Regions from separate parts of the Anas platyrhynchos genome. Here region 1 is linked to region 2. The links are chromatin contacts, called in public Hi-C maps. All regions are on one chromosome and are shown on one strand. The core of a region is the stretch at or near the end of the contact, and the rest is flanking DNA. Distances in the headings are between cores, read along the strand shown. Region 1 holds the start of DENND6A (DENN domain containing 6A). Region 2 overlaps SLMAP (sarcolemma associated protein).

What was found. A called contact is a pair of places that touch in the nucleus more often than the background predicts.
Region 1: a Hi-C map of subcutaneous adipose tissue shows a contact between it and region 2, with 3 times the contacts expected there. The contact joins the promoter of DENND6A here to the enhancer-like site in region 2. A contact is called at or near these places in 4 of 8 Hi-C or Micro-C datasets (liver, skeletal muscle and subcutaneous adipose tissue).

Annotation. Positions count from the first base shown.
Region 1 is chr13:12,636,524-12,642,980 of IASCAAS_PekinDuck_T2T, reverse strand. DENND6A (DENN domain containing 6A) reads right to left here and starts at 2,804. Exons shown (of 22, transcript XM_072044624.1): 1 at 1,944-2,804. It overlaps SLMAP (sarcolemma associated protein), which reads left to right and starts at 3,103. Exons shown (of 24, transcript XM_038186175.2): 1 at 3,103-3,251; 2 at 3,451-4,796. The coding sequence starts at 4,599.
Region 2 is chr13:12,596,533-12,603,419 of IASCAAS_PekinDuck_T2T, reverse strand. It overlaps SLMAP (sarcolemma associated protein), which reads left to right. Exons shown (of 24, transcript XM_038186175.2): 4 at 4,030-4,102; 5 at 5,407-5,443; 6 at 6,394-6,456. Among named protein-coding and RNA genes, the nearest start is that of SLMAP, 40 kb to the left of the region's middle. Within about 2 kb of position 1,724, at least 3 of the 8 cell types and tissues checked have an H3K27ac peak or open chromatin away from gene starts, as enhancers often do. A contact at or near this core is called in subcutaneous adipose tissue, where this site is marked.

The DNA.
Region 1 (6,457 bases), core at 1,555-4,054, 38 kb before region 2:
TTCTAGATCATCATTGCACATCATTCAGAAATTTATCGCTGAATTGGCTATAATGATGCTGTTTTCCTTCTTGGCAGTTGGAGATAATTTAGAATTCACAGCAGGCTGTCTTCAGCAGAGGATCCTATTTTTCAGCAAATCCTTCGAACTAAAGGGTCTTTCCTGCACTTTGGCACACTCAAACCAAAATCCAGATATTTAGCAGGTACATACATAAACCGTAACCCCGCCACATTTTATCATTCTGAAACGGACACCAGTTCTTTGGGGGACAAATGCAACAGACACCTTCCTTCCATTTCCCTTATCCAAGATGGCAATAGAGCATGCTGTATCTGCCCTCAGTTATGATGGCTATCATTAAATTTTATGGACTTCCCGCCCAGAAAAAGGATGGCCACCGAAGTGGCATCTTGCTGCCCTTACCTAACATGGCTGTGAAAGCTCACTGCCTCTTTTGGTTGTGTGACCAACAGTGGTTTGCAGAAAAGACGCATGTGCTTACACACCCTCTGTACTCTGCTGAGCAGAGTATAGTGGTTGATTACTCCATCCTGAACTCTCTCCATCCTCCTGTTGCTTTCCACTGTTTAAATAAAGATGGACACTTTCTGATAAGTATCAAATACCTCTTAAAATACTCATATTATAGTTTGTTTCCCCAATTCAGAATGCAACCACTTCCTGTATTTTTAATTTAAGTCTACAACTCAGCCTCTAATAACTTTTGAACTCAGTAGCCAATTTGAAATAGGATTAAAAAAAGTCTGAGAGAACTAAGTCCATCCAACTTCTCCGAAAGCTGGCACTCGCACAGAAGAGGAGGGCTCGAGTTAGGTCCCTTGATGAAAGCAGGCAGAACTCTGTTTGCTGAGCCACTTGGCAGCACCCAGAAATACTGGGCAGCTGGCACATGCCACTGCTTGCCCCTTGGGATTGTCGTAATGGGATTTCTCCAGGGGATAGAAGGAGAAAGGTTCAGGATACTATGATATGGATAGCACAGGCTTAAAAGACGCTTAAACGTGGGGTATTAGTTTGTTCTACTGGTCACATAAAACCTTGAGAAAGATATTGTACAGACAATACAGTATGAAATATGTTTAAATCGCATTAATATCTGAAAAAACAGTACTTACAGAGAACATCAGTAACTAATATCCCTCTTAGTTCTCTTGATCCTCTTACTCCCTATAAATGCTAATGCTGCTTCTTCATCTTGGATTTGACTTTCAAACTCCTTTCTCAATTAAACATGCATACACAAATACGAGAAATGCTCTCATAAACATTCTTTTCATTCCAACACCTGTTAGTAGCATTTGTTCCCGCTACTTCTTACTCCTCTCCAATTCCAAAATGTTCTCAATTATTTCTACTTTTGCAGCCCTTTCCCTCAAATTTAACTCCTGATAGACTTTTATTTATCCATTTCCCCATCCTCTTGTTACGTTCCTTTCCTCTTTTTGATTCATTACGGCATCCTGTATGCTATAAACAACAGACATATCAAATTTCCATTTACATAAAAGAGTAAATTAGAAATATAGTTGTCACAATAGCAAAGTCTTACAAACAAGCTGATGGAAGCTATGAGGTGGTGCATCATATACATACACCATCTGTAGAATTAAAAACTACCAATATACAACCCTAAAGCTTCCATATATAGTATATTTTCGTCTTCAAAAATCAGATGTGTCTCATTTTGGATTTAATCTCCTTGCTTCAAACACAGATACACAAACATGTTTTTGCTGTTGTTTTTTTCTTGGGATCATCAGAAGAAAAATAGAAAACTAGGCTGCAATGAATCCAACCCTCCCCCCTCAATAATGAGTCAAAAAAAAAAAAAAGGTTAAAAAAAATGACCCTGAGATTTTACTGTGCTATAACTAATAACACAGTAATCATTCTTTCTCTTAGGCACTTCACTGCCTTACCTCAACTGCTATGTATTTCTCTCCTATATTGCTGGCTAAACTGCCTGGCACGGCTCCACTTCTTTCCTCCACGGCCTTCCTGGCATCACAAAACCCTCCCATCTCCCTAATCCCAACACCTTGTCACAGGGTAATTATAGTGCTGGCACAACCCCAGCATCTATCCTATATCAAACAATCTCTGCTTGTTTGCTTTATAGGGACTGACTGACTTAAAAATGAATTCGGACTGGAGGGACCTGTTCTGCGCTAGCCTAGTGTATGACCTTGAAAAAGTAACACCCTTTCCTCGATCTCTATAAAATGGGGATAACTAGGGCTTTGTGCTATAGTTATCAGGCCTCCATGAACAGCTGAAGGAGAACATTGGGCCAGTGAACCCCATCTCTGTCCTCCACTGAACTTTTTGTTACTCTGCCTTGGGCCTGCGACAACTGCTTCAAGGGGTCCCCCCCACTCCCAGACAGTTACCAGAGCCAGCAAAACCCAGCCGGCCTCTCCGCCATGCAACATTCCCAAATTTCACACCTAGGATCACAAAATGGCATGAAAAACACATGGCAAGAAGGTGGGGAGGTGTTGGGGAGCACCCTGAACAAACCAGATATTGGAGGCAGTGCAGAAACCCTGCTCTGCCTTGGGGTGCCCTCACCTTAGGGAGGGCAACCTCCTCACCTCAGGGCAGTGGGGGACCCCCACTTCAGGGTGGGTGAGTGAGCCCCCACCTCAGGGTGAGCCCCTCACCTTAGAGCAGGGGAACCCCCACCTCAGGGTGAGCCCCCTCGCTCCTTTCCACACAGGGGGGGACGCACCCACCCTGGGGGTTCATTCACCTCAGCGACCCTCCCCCGCTCACCACCTCATAACCGTGCCCTATCCGCGCAGCCCCATTCCCCCTTCACAGCCCCTGAGCCCCTCACGGGGCTGCCCCCGAGCCCCTCACAGCCCTGCGCGGACCCCCTCACAGGGCGACCCCCTCACAGGGCGACCCCCTCACAGTGCTGCCCCCCCCTCGCAGGGGCTCCTCCCGCGCCCTGCAGAGGGCAGCAGCGACCCCAGAGGGGGGAACAGCGGCGGCTTCACGGAGCCCCAAGGCGGCTGCGCGGCTCCCCCTCCACCCCCAGCGCCTGCGCGGAGCCCGGGGGCGGCCTCTCCGCCTCGCCTCGCCTCCGGTCAGGCCCCGCCGAGGCCGGCTCCTCCCTCCGCCTGCCCTCCCCCCCCCTCCCTCCCTCTCTCCCCGACCCCCGCCCCTCCCCGGCTGCCGCACCGGGTAGGTTTCCAGTCACTATGGCGGCCGCTGCGCTGAAGGTAAGGGAGGGAGACCCAGCCTCTTCCCCCCCCCCCATCTCCTCCTCCTCCACCCCCGGGCCGCCCCGAGCCTCCCTCGGGGCCGGGCACCGCTAGGCCGGGGGGACGGGAGGGAACGGGGGGGTGAGGAGGAGGAGAAGAAGGAAGGGGGGCGCCGGGCGAGGGCCGCGTCTGACCCGGTTTGTTTTCGCCTCCGCAGGTCGGAGGAAAGTTTTCGCGGCCGGCGGTCGCCTGAGGAGAGGCAAGAGCTACCGAGCGGGAGGCGCCCGGGCCCGGCCGCCAGGCCTCTCCCGCCGCCGCCGGGTGGAGAAGCGTGAGGGGCTGAGGGGCGGCCCCCCCCCGATGCGCAGCCACCTGCGGAGGGGCTGAGAGGAGCGGAGCTGCGGCCGCCTCTTCCTCTTCATCCTCCTCCTCGGCGTCCTCCTCCTCCTCCTCCTTCTCTCCCCGAGCAGGGGGCTCCTGGCTGGGACCCCCCCCGGGGGCAGGAGGGAGCCTGCCCCACGCCTGGCCCCGCTGGCAGCAACCTGTCAGCCCGCTCCTAGGCCGGCCCCGGAGGAGTCTCCCCTCGCCTCGGCTTGTCCCCGGGAGAAGCAGCTTGCAGCCCTCTCCATGCCTTATCAAGTTCCTTATCTGAGTGGCGGCGAGGAACTGTAGAGCAGCTCGGCTTTATCAGGGGTAGGGGAGGAAAAGAGCGTAGCGCCTAAATCCAGGACCATCGGTTCGGCTTTGTTTTAATATGCGAAGATGATGAAATGCGGCTTGCCCTGTGAGACGGCTAGATCCCTGTTGCGGAGCGAGGGCTTCGTGGTCACCTTCCAGCTCCTCACCTGTGTGCTTTGAGAGAGGACGTTGATCCTTTTCCCCCTTCCCTAAACCTTTCTTTGCTTCCATGTTACGTGGGTCAGAATTTTGGTCAGTGTTGTTTACGGAAGGGGGAAAAAAAAGAAGGCAGTTGAGGTCCCAAACAAAAGTATTTGTATGACTCATCTACTTGGATTTGAGACATTCTATCCTTCTTTCAAGGAGCCTTTGCTTCTCTTTGAAGGAATCAGATGCTTGTTCCTATTCTTCCAGAGGAGGATGGATTGAAAGTTGTGCGTTTTAGACTTTTTCTGGGCCACTGCCGATGTTGTTAAAAGACATAATGGGGCTTTTTCACTGGATTATTGCCAGAATTAGTTTACACACTGAAACAATGAGTTGTTAGGCCTCTCATACGTGATAATGTTTGTCGTGCTTTAATGTAAAGTTGCTGTGGAGGTTCGGCTTAAAAATCGTGGAGGACAGTCTGCATCGGAAGAGGTTCTCTTCATCTCTGGTTGGTGTGGCAACCCCAATCTGTCCTCGATGCCTTCAGCCTTGGCCATCTTCACTTGCCGCCCGAACTCTCATCCGTTTCAGGAGCGTCATGTCTACCTGGACGAGCCTGTCAAGATTGGCCGCTCAGTGGCTCGCTGCCGGCCAGCTCAGAATAATGCAACTTTTGACTGCAAGGTGCTGTCCAGGAACCATGCTCTTGTCTGGTTTGATCACAAGACAGGCAAGGTAAGGCGTTTTGCTTTCTTTATTTAAAAATAGTGACTTTCGCACTTACTTTAACAAGACCCTGTGCGTTGCGGGTCACTTTAGTTTCACTGTAATAAATACAGTTACATGTGGAAGGAGTAAGATCTGTGTTAAAGTGATTAATTCTCAGGTAAGTTGATAATTTCTTACTGTGTGCAAACTTTACCTATTGTTAAAAGTACATAAAGCAAGCAGTTGAAGATAAGTGATGAAGAATTTGCATGCATATTGTTCATTACTGGGAATAAGTGATTTTGAGGTGAGTAATAATTAGAAATCTGAAAGCAAAGGATTGTATGAAGGAAGTGGTGTAACAGTATTTTTTTTCAAATGCTGAGAAATTATTCACTGGCTGTGTAAATAAATCTCATCATAAGGAGCCATCAAAAAACTGGCTTTAAAGAATGTTGGATTTGCGTGCCACTCTTCCTACTTGTCATTTTGAAATTGTGTATAGAGTGTTTTGTTTGGGTCTGATAGAAGGCTTGTTATGACAGCAGGAATGTAGCAAATGGCATACAAGTTATTTTCTCATTGATAGTGCAAATGATATTAAAATATGCTTGTGTTTTATTAACCCATCGCTGTTTGTCTCAAAAAGACAGTGGATATCTTGTTAAGTGCAATTTAGGGGCTCTGCAGTGCATGTTTTGTCCACTAGGGATTGAACTGGGACAAGGAAAGCCATTTTACTTAATGACTGTCAAGTTAATTTTAAATTTCCAACAAGAAATGAACAAAGTGCAGATTTCAGTTGCTCAGTACAGTATTTTTTAAAATGTATTGATATTCCACCCTAGAACTTCATCTGCTATAAATTAGCTTTTTTTTTTTATTTATTTTTTACGTTCCCTGGACGCCCTTCTGTGAAATATGGTCAGTGTAGCTCTCGATTTTGAGAATAATATGATCTGTAATTAATGCAGTATTTCTTAGTAGTATGACACAGCATGAAGAATAGTAGAATGCAGTCAAAGTTCTTAAGCCTTCCATTGTTAACTATCCCATGTTATGCAATACTTGGGCATGATGGGACAAGACAAGCATTTAATTTCTTAAGGCTGGGTTATGGCTTGGCTTTCAAGTTACCTGCGTGTAATTGTGCGAACTGCTATCTGTGCGTTTCATTAAAAATGTTGTTTTGGCTCTCTAGTGTGTATAATGTGCATTCTTGGACACTTCAGAAGACTTACATGCAGGAAATAATGCTATTTTTAGTTTAAGCTTAGTTTTTAACCTTTGACTCAATAAAGTGTTCTGGTTTATTGTACTGTTTTTAAACTCAAAAGCATTGTATGTACAGCTTTTTATTAATATTTCTCATGATTCTTAAACATTTTAAGACTCTCATATACCCTGTGATAGCTATAAATTATTTAGCCATATTAAAGAAGGTTTAATTTGATAAAGCACTGGGTGGTGAGCAAGTCTGCTAAAAGAGGAGTTTAAAAGAGTCAGCTGGTTTTTAGTTCTCTTTTTAAATGTTTACGTAGCTTGGCTTTACTAATACATGTCAAACAATATTATATATCATTGTTCCTTTTATCTAGCTGATCTAAAGTAGCAACTTAGTAGTATTAAATAAGTAGTAAATAAGATGGTAACATGTGATACCTCTTGAAATACTGTCGTGTGATGAG
Region 2 (6,887 bases), core at 475-2,974:
CACAACTGCAAATATTTACAAACGCTAGTAGTAATCAGTGTATCAGTAGGTCAAAGGAATACTTTGCATCTCCAATGAACCTGGGACTGTCTATTTGATATGGTACTGTCCCCACTAAAAGGAATCAAATTTGTACATGTCTATTCAGACCTAAATCAATATTTATTTTATTTTAAGATTTAATTGGAAAAAAAAAATAGTTCCTTTTTTTTTTTTATCAGCAATTATTTGCAATTCATTTACGTGAAAGTTTGTGGAAGTTTCACTGTAAGCAGTCACCTGAATGACAGCAGTAGTTCTTCCCAATGGCTTTGTGTTAGCTTTACAGGACACGATCCCTGTGACCAAGCTTCTGTGTCATGAGCGATCTGGTTTTGCTGCCTTCCCTTTGCTTTGAACATAGGAACTATACTCCAGAACTGCTAATGAATGTGCTGAGCTGGCTAATGAGGAAGGTGTACAAGTTTGCTGTCTTGCTCTCCCTGCCTCCTCAAGCAATGAATGAAAATTGTATCATGCAGGGGCATGAAACAGCTGCATCACAGCTAAAGTGGTTACACATGAATGCAATTGGAATGCATATAAAAGCTTTTTTTTCCACCAATTCATTGCAGTAATCTCAGATGTTACTGTTAACCTAACCTAGTAACAAAACACAGACATGAAAGGAGTTTTTAAATTAGTGGTTCCCTTTAAAACCATTTTGCATTCTGATATAACACTTTACTTGCATAAAGCATCACAGCATTTTGCTGTATGCAATTACAAGGTTATGACTGGATAGGCAGAGTGTATTTGGCTAGGTAAATTTTGAATTGCGTAAATATTGCTGGAATATATTTATTTTTATTTTATTGTTCAGGCTGTGTTTTAGTAAGTCATTTCCTTGCAAATATGACCTTGGTTTGGATCGTTAAAATAGTGGCACGTTCCGTAAGTGACTTTTTTTCGGGCTGTCTTATGTAAGCACCGGTTCTTCCAAGTTCTGCTGCCGAGCTGAAGTCATTAACAGGCCTGAGAGAAATGTTTCCAGCCCTCCTGCTTCCTTATTCGTCCGCTCGTTGTTATTACGAGCGAGCACCCAGGCCTGCTCATTTCCCTATCCTTATTGCCATGTTTATCTATTAATCACCCTACTGTGCGTTTTTCCCTGTGTTGGTGTGCTTTGCTTTATTTTCTTTTAGCAGTTCCTAAATGTCCTGCTCCTTACCAGGACTCTCTAAGAGTTAACAGTACCCGCTTGGAAGGGAGCGAGGCTTTCCAGCGCCATCAGTAAGAACCTGAGGAGTCAGTTCAAATACAGTTTGTGCACTTTTTTTCTGGTCAGGTTTGGACCTTTCATCCCTCTTTTCCTTGGCATGGAGTTCGTAAAAGCCTGTGCAGGTGGGGCACCCGCTGCGTGCAGTGTCCCAGCTGCATGGAACTGGCCAGGTGAAGTACCAGAGGCAGCCTCTTAACACTTCTGGGGTCGCTGCCCTGACTGCTCTTTTCCCAGTAACACGTGAAAAACAAGAAAAGAGCATCATTTCCCAGTAGTCTGTCTATCCATGAAGCAAAAGTTTTGAGACAAAACAAAACTTAAGATAAGAACCCCTTTTGATGCCGCTTTGCAGTCGGCCCCGTCAGGTTTCCTGCAGGCAGCGAGTTTTCCCTTCTTTGCCCTTGGTCTCGCCGGCGCTCCCAGGCCCCGCTTCCCCCGGGGCCGTCAGCGCCGAGCCGCGGGCGGGCATCGCCCTCTGCTGCCTCCTCGCAGCCGCCGCGCCTCCGCGGCCGGGCCGGGTCCTGTCAGCGGGAACCGAGCTGGAAACCGAGCCGGGAACCGAGCCCGGAACCGAGCCGAGCCAGGCCGAGAACCGGGCCTGGCCGCAGGCCCCGCCGAGACCTCTTCACAACGCGTCCCTCAGCCCGGGAGGTGAGTACAGGTTAGCGGGCAGCCATAAGGGGCTGAGGGACCTGCTGTGGCTGGAGGGGCATTTCCCTGTCCTTTGGGCAACCACAGGTCTCTTTTTTAATTTATTATTGTTTATTCTGAAGGAAATAATAGATATTCTGAAGGAAATAATAGAGACAGGAGGGAAAGCAATTCCTACTAGCCTCTCCAGCTGCCACTATAACACTTAATATGTTGCTTTGCCTTTCCCTTAGGCTGTCTGATTTTTCTTCTGTTTACCCTTTAGCTGTCGGTTCATTATAGAGTAAGATTTTATTTTATTTCTTGTTTTATAAACCAAACAAAATGCTCCGTGCCTTTTCACTGTCACTATTTCAGTCACTATTAAGTCCCATATTTATTTATTTAACACCACAAAAGCTTTAGATTTTAGTATGTTTTTTTCAGTGTGAGCATTCAGGAAAAAACTTGAGAATTACATAATCTCACAGTGTGCTTATCTGTGCTTATCTGATACACGGTGCAGCGGTAAGGCTGTCTGTTACCTTTGATTTCACATACCCTCGTATTTTCTTACTGAAATCAGTAGTTTCCTTATGGTGCCTTAAAGGAAAGGAGCCTTCCATGTGAAAGCAGTGTGAGTACAACAAGCTACAGCTAATACAGCTAATATTCCTAATGTACCTTTATTTATTCTTATACCGTCTTCTCAAGAACAGATTTGTAAATTCTGTAGAAAAAAGGCCCCCAAACCCATGGATTAATCTGTTCCAAGAAAAAGGTCCTGTCCTTTGCTGGCATGTAAATTTAATGTTTCAACTTAAAGGCAAAGCAACTGAAGGTGCTGTAGCCAAAAGGATAAGTATTTAGCTTTTAGTACTGAATGCAGGTTAAGGAAGAACTCTTTAGGTGGATTGTCTCCTGTATTTTTAGATTCTATTCAGGTAGCTTCCTCAAAGACCTGTCTCTTTTCCCTGGAGTACTTCCGTTGTCCTAAAACACCCATTGTCCTTTTTTTTTCAAAGCCCGTTTAACTGTTTTGCTGATATTAATAACTACGAAAGTAGAGCAGCTGTGTCTTATATGTTGGTGGGATCTTTAGGTGTAGTGATAGAAGACCATATAGTTACTTGGATCCAGCTTGCTGGGGTGTTTAGCAAGTAGCTTCTATCCTCCTTTCTGTGAGATTGAGAAGATTTACTTCCCAAATCATAGAACTACACAAGGAAAAAAAAAAAAGCTGTGATTTAATTGTTTGCATTCTTATCGAAAATGATATCAGTATAATTTTTGGGAAATGAGGAGAGAGATTGATCCTGATGTTTGAAGAATATTTGAAGAATCTTGAGTATCCTGAATATTTGGAGAGTCAAATACTCTATTTCCTTCTCTTATTCTTCAGGATCTTTCGTCAGTTCAAAAGATCCTGAATTCAGTCCTGGAGAAGCAAACTTTCTGAATCTTTCTGAAATGAAAGGTCTCTTGACTAGGGCTGTGTATTTCAGATACATACTACAAGCATACAACAGTAGATACATATTGTCCTGAATGCTGCTGGTGCTCATAGTGCCCAAGAGGATGTTCCTGTACTCTCTGTTGTGCTCCCTTTTTGATCTCTGTGTTTTTAAATAGCGATTACTTGGCAAGTTCCAAATGCCAAATGAGTGTCAGGTGACATAAATTGTTCATGTTACCTCTGAAGTCTCTAGATACAGGAATTGTGTCAAAAAGCTATCTCATTATTATGTTTATACTTCTATATTCCTGTTAACTAACACAGGTAAGATGCATTCTTTTTTACCCTTGTTTTATGAACCAAATATAATGTTTTAACTCACTGCAGTGAAGAAATCTTGCAGGCATTGCTCATTTGGAATAATTGGAATTGGACCTGCTTCATAGGCCAGGACCAAGTACACAGCCTAAACTGGAATTTCTAATGGTAAAGTTTTCTGTCAACAGAGAAGGTCTGAGAAAGCAGAGCAAAGCACTGATGCTTGAAGGCATTTATGCCTTTTCTTGTTCACCTGCCTTGGAGTTTCTTAAGACAGTTCACTTCGTTCTACTATATCATTAAGCATTGAACTTATAATTAAATAGTAATGGATCATGATGATGTACTATTTGTTTCTTTTCAGTTACCCATGGATGTATAGTCTCCACAATCAAACTTTTTCTTCCAGATGGAATGGAAGCTCGATTGCGATCAGAGTAAGTATAACTATCTGTGTATGGCAAAAAATAAATTTCTGTATTTTGAAGATTTGATGGGTATTATATTTAAAATCAACATATGAACATTTTTGTGTGTTCAAGCAAAGAAAGTAACTGAGAACATGGTTCTTCTGCAGGCATTGTGAAAAAATAAATCTTAATTTGATTGTCAGTTGTAAAAATCAATGCAACTATGAAAGAATAACTAAGTTCTTACCAAGTTTGACTTCTCTGTTTGGATGTGATTCTTAGTATACTGAAATGGTATTAAAAACAGAATAACACAAGAAAAGAGAAAGCAAATGAAGCATACCCCTGTTTTACAATTTGAGAATGTGCATTTATATTAACAAAAATAACAAAGTCTACCAAAGTGAAGCAAGTATCATCTCTGTCTGTACATGTGTACACATAACACTGTTTATATTCTTCAGATAAGTAATAGAATAATGTTTCCTCATGGTGTAGTTACTCAGTGTTACAATGAAGGAAAATTTTGTCTGAGTTGGAGGGGAAGGAATTATAAAATATATTGGATGAAAGAGTATTCGCAAACTAAGATGAATACCAAGAGGCTTTTCTGTGAATATGTGCATATATTGGAGAAAACTTCAAAGAGCGGTAGAAACAACAATAACAAAAAAGTAAACATTTGCAGTAACTGAGTGACAATTACAAATGACGTAATTTTAATCAGCTTTCATCCTCAGCAACTGTATGCCTTTGATTATTTAAATATTCCTACATCATTAGGATTCAGAGATATTTAGGGTATTTGTTTCTTGGAAGGCTAAAGTTATTGTTAAAGTTATTATTATGGAAAATTTTCAGTGTAATTGCATGTGCTAAGAAATAACTAGAAATGTGTAGTATTACATTTTTTTCTAATGAAAACGTGCAAGTGAAAGTGTACAGAATTATGTAAATCATTTAATATACTCTGAATTTGTGATCAAGAGTACGATATTGTCTCTCTTTCCATAAGCGTTGTTCTGTGCATGCAAATTGTTTAAAGCCTTAGTAAGTTGGTTTTAGAAACATCAAATATGTAACTACTGGATAAGAAGTCGGTAGAGTGTTTTTAGAACATACTTCAGATTTATAATTTGAAAATAGTTCTGTAAATTCAAAAATGTCACTTAGTGTAGTACCGTTTTTTCATTATTGTTATAAACTCTTCATTTTTACCCCCAAGAAAAAGCTTTAGTACAAAGTACCGTGATTAAATGCACAGTAATAGTGATCTCATGGATTTTGAACTACTGTCCTGTACTTTGCATTTACTTTTTTTTCTTTTACAGTGTTATCCATGCTCCATTACCAAGTCCTGTTGACAAGGTAATTCATTAACTTGCTGTCGAAAAGCTATTAATAGGTATAACTTGCCTGGGACAAGTGATTGTCAGTCTAGCCTATAAAAAATTGGATTACCTTAAGCAGGTTCAAATCAAAGTTTTTAACATGCAGAACAAAATTTTGAGAAACTAAGGAAACTTAATTGTGAAGTCAGCAGCCTGAAGAGTTCATAGACTTTGCATTTAAGGTGAATCTGGGGTGGGAGGGCAGAAATTCTGAAGAGGGGACTGTAGGTATAACCGTGTGGAAAAACAGTTTCAGAATGATGTCAGTGTAGAGAGCCTGCAAGTAAAGCAACAGCAACAATGCACCACATCACCTCCTTAGCCCTAAATCCAGAATAGTTTCTGGGGCTGGAGAAAGTATGGAGTTAAAGTAAGACTTGACAAAAAGCAGGCTTCTAAAGCCTTGCTGAGGTGGTGGCACTGAACAGTGAAACTTTATTTAATTGGATCAAGTAAGGTTATGGTGCTAATATGCAGCACGGATGATTATGCTAAAGATAATATAGGTATTCACCAAATCTGAAACACATACTTCTATGGTGAATGATGAAGATGATAAAGTTAGGTCAACTAAAAATGTATGATGAAGTCTGAATGGAGAGGATGAGATGCATTGAATTTGAACATGAAACTAGTTTCTCATTTCTGGAACGCCCCTGATTTGTATTTAGAGATTAAGCTCTTTGGGGCTTTGGTGATCGAAAAACTTGTAAAGGTGTTAGCATAGTGGGGTCTCAGTCCAGAGTTGTGAAGTTCCATGTTAAAGCAAAGAAAAATAGTAGTAGAACAATAAATAAATGAAAACACTATTAGTTATATAGTCTGAAGTTTATCTTCACGACTAGATTTAAATTACGAACTTTGCATTATTTGTGTCTGGTGAAAAATCCAAAAACATTTTGATTCATAAATTCTCTTATTCCTCAGGTTGCTGCTAACACTCCCAGTATGTATTCTCAGGAATTGTTTCAGCTTTCACAGTATCTACAGGTAATGTTTTTCATCACAGTATTACTTTGGCTAAATATTTAATCTCTCTTCAAAAAAAGAGAGATTATGGTCCATATATCTTTGTTTGGCTTGCAGTTTGTAAACAGGAACATGATAAGCATTTAACTACCTTTTTCTATAGTGAAAAAGTGTAAAAATTGTTGTAATTTAACATAGTATAGTTCTATGTAAACTTCTGGAATTATTCATGAGCAGTATGAACTATGACTTTTCCTGGCATTTCTCCTCTCCTCCCTATCTGCCCCCAATATTCTTTTGCACCTGGCATTTTTAGCATCATGTATTGCTGCAGATGTACTGTGTAATACAAAAGAATGGCAAAACAAGGTGTCACTTGGCTTATCAAGGTCTAGTTTCTGTGAATATAACTTCTTAGTGTGACTATCTCTGTCTCTGAATTAATTGGAAAT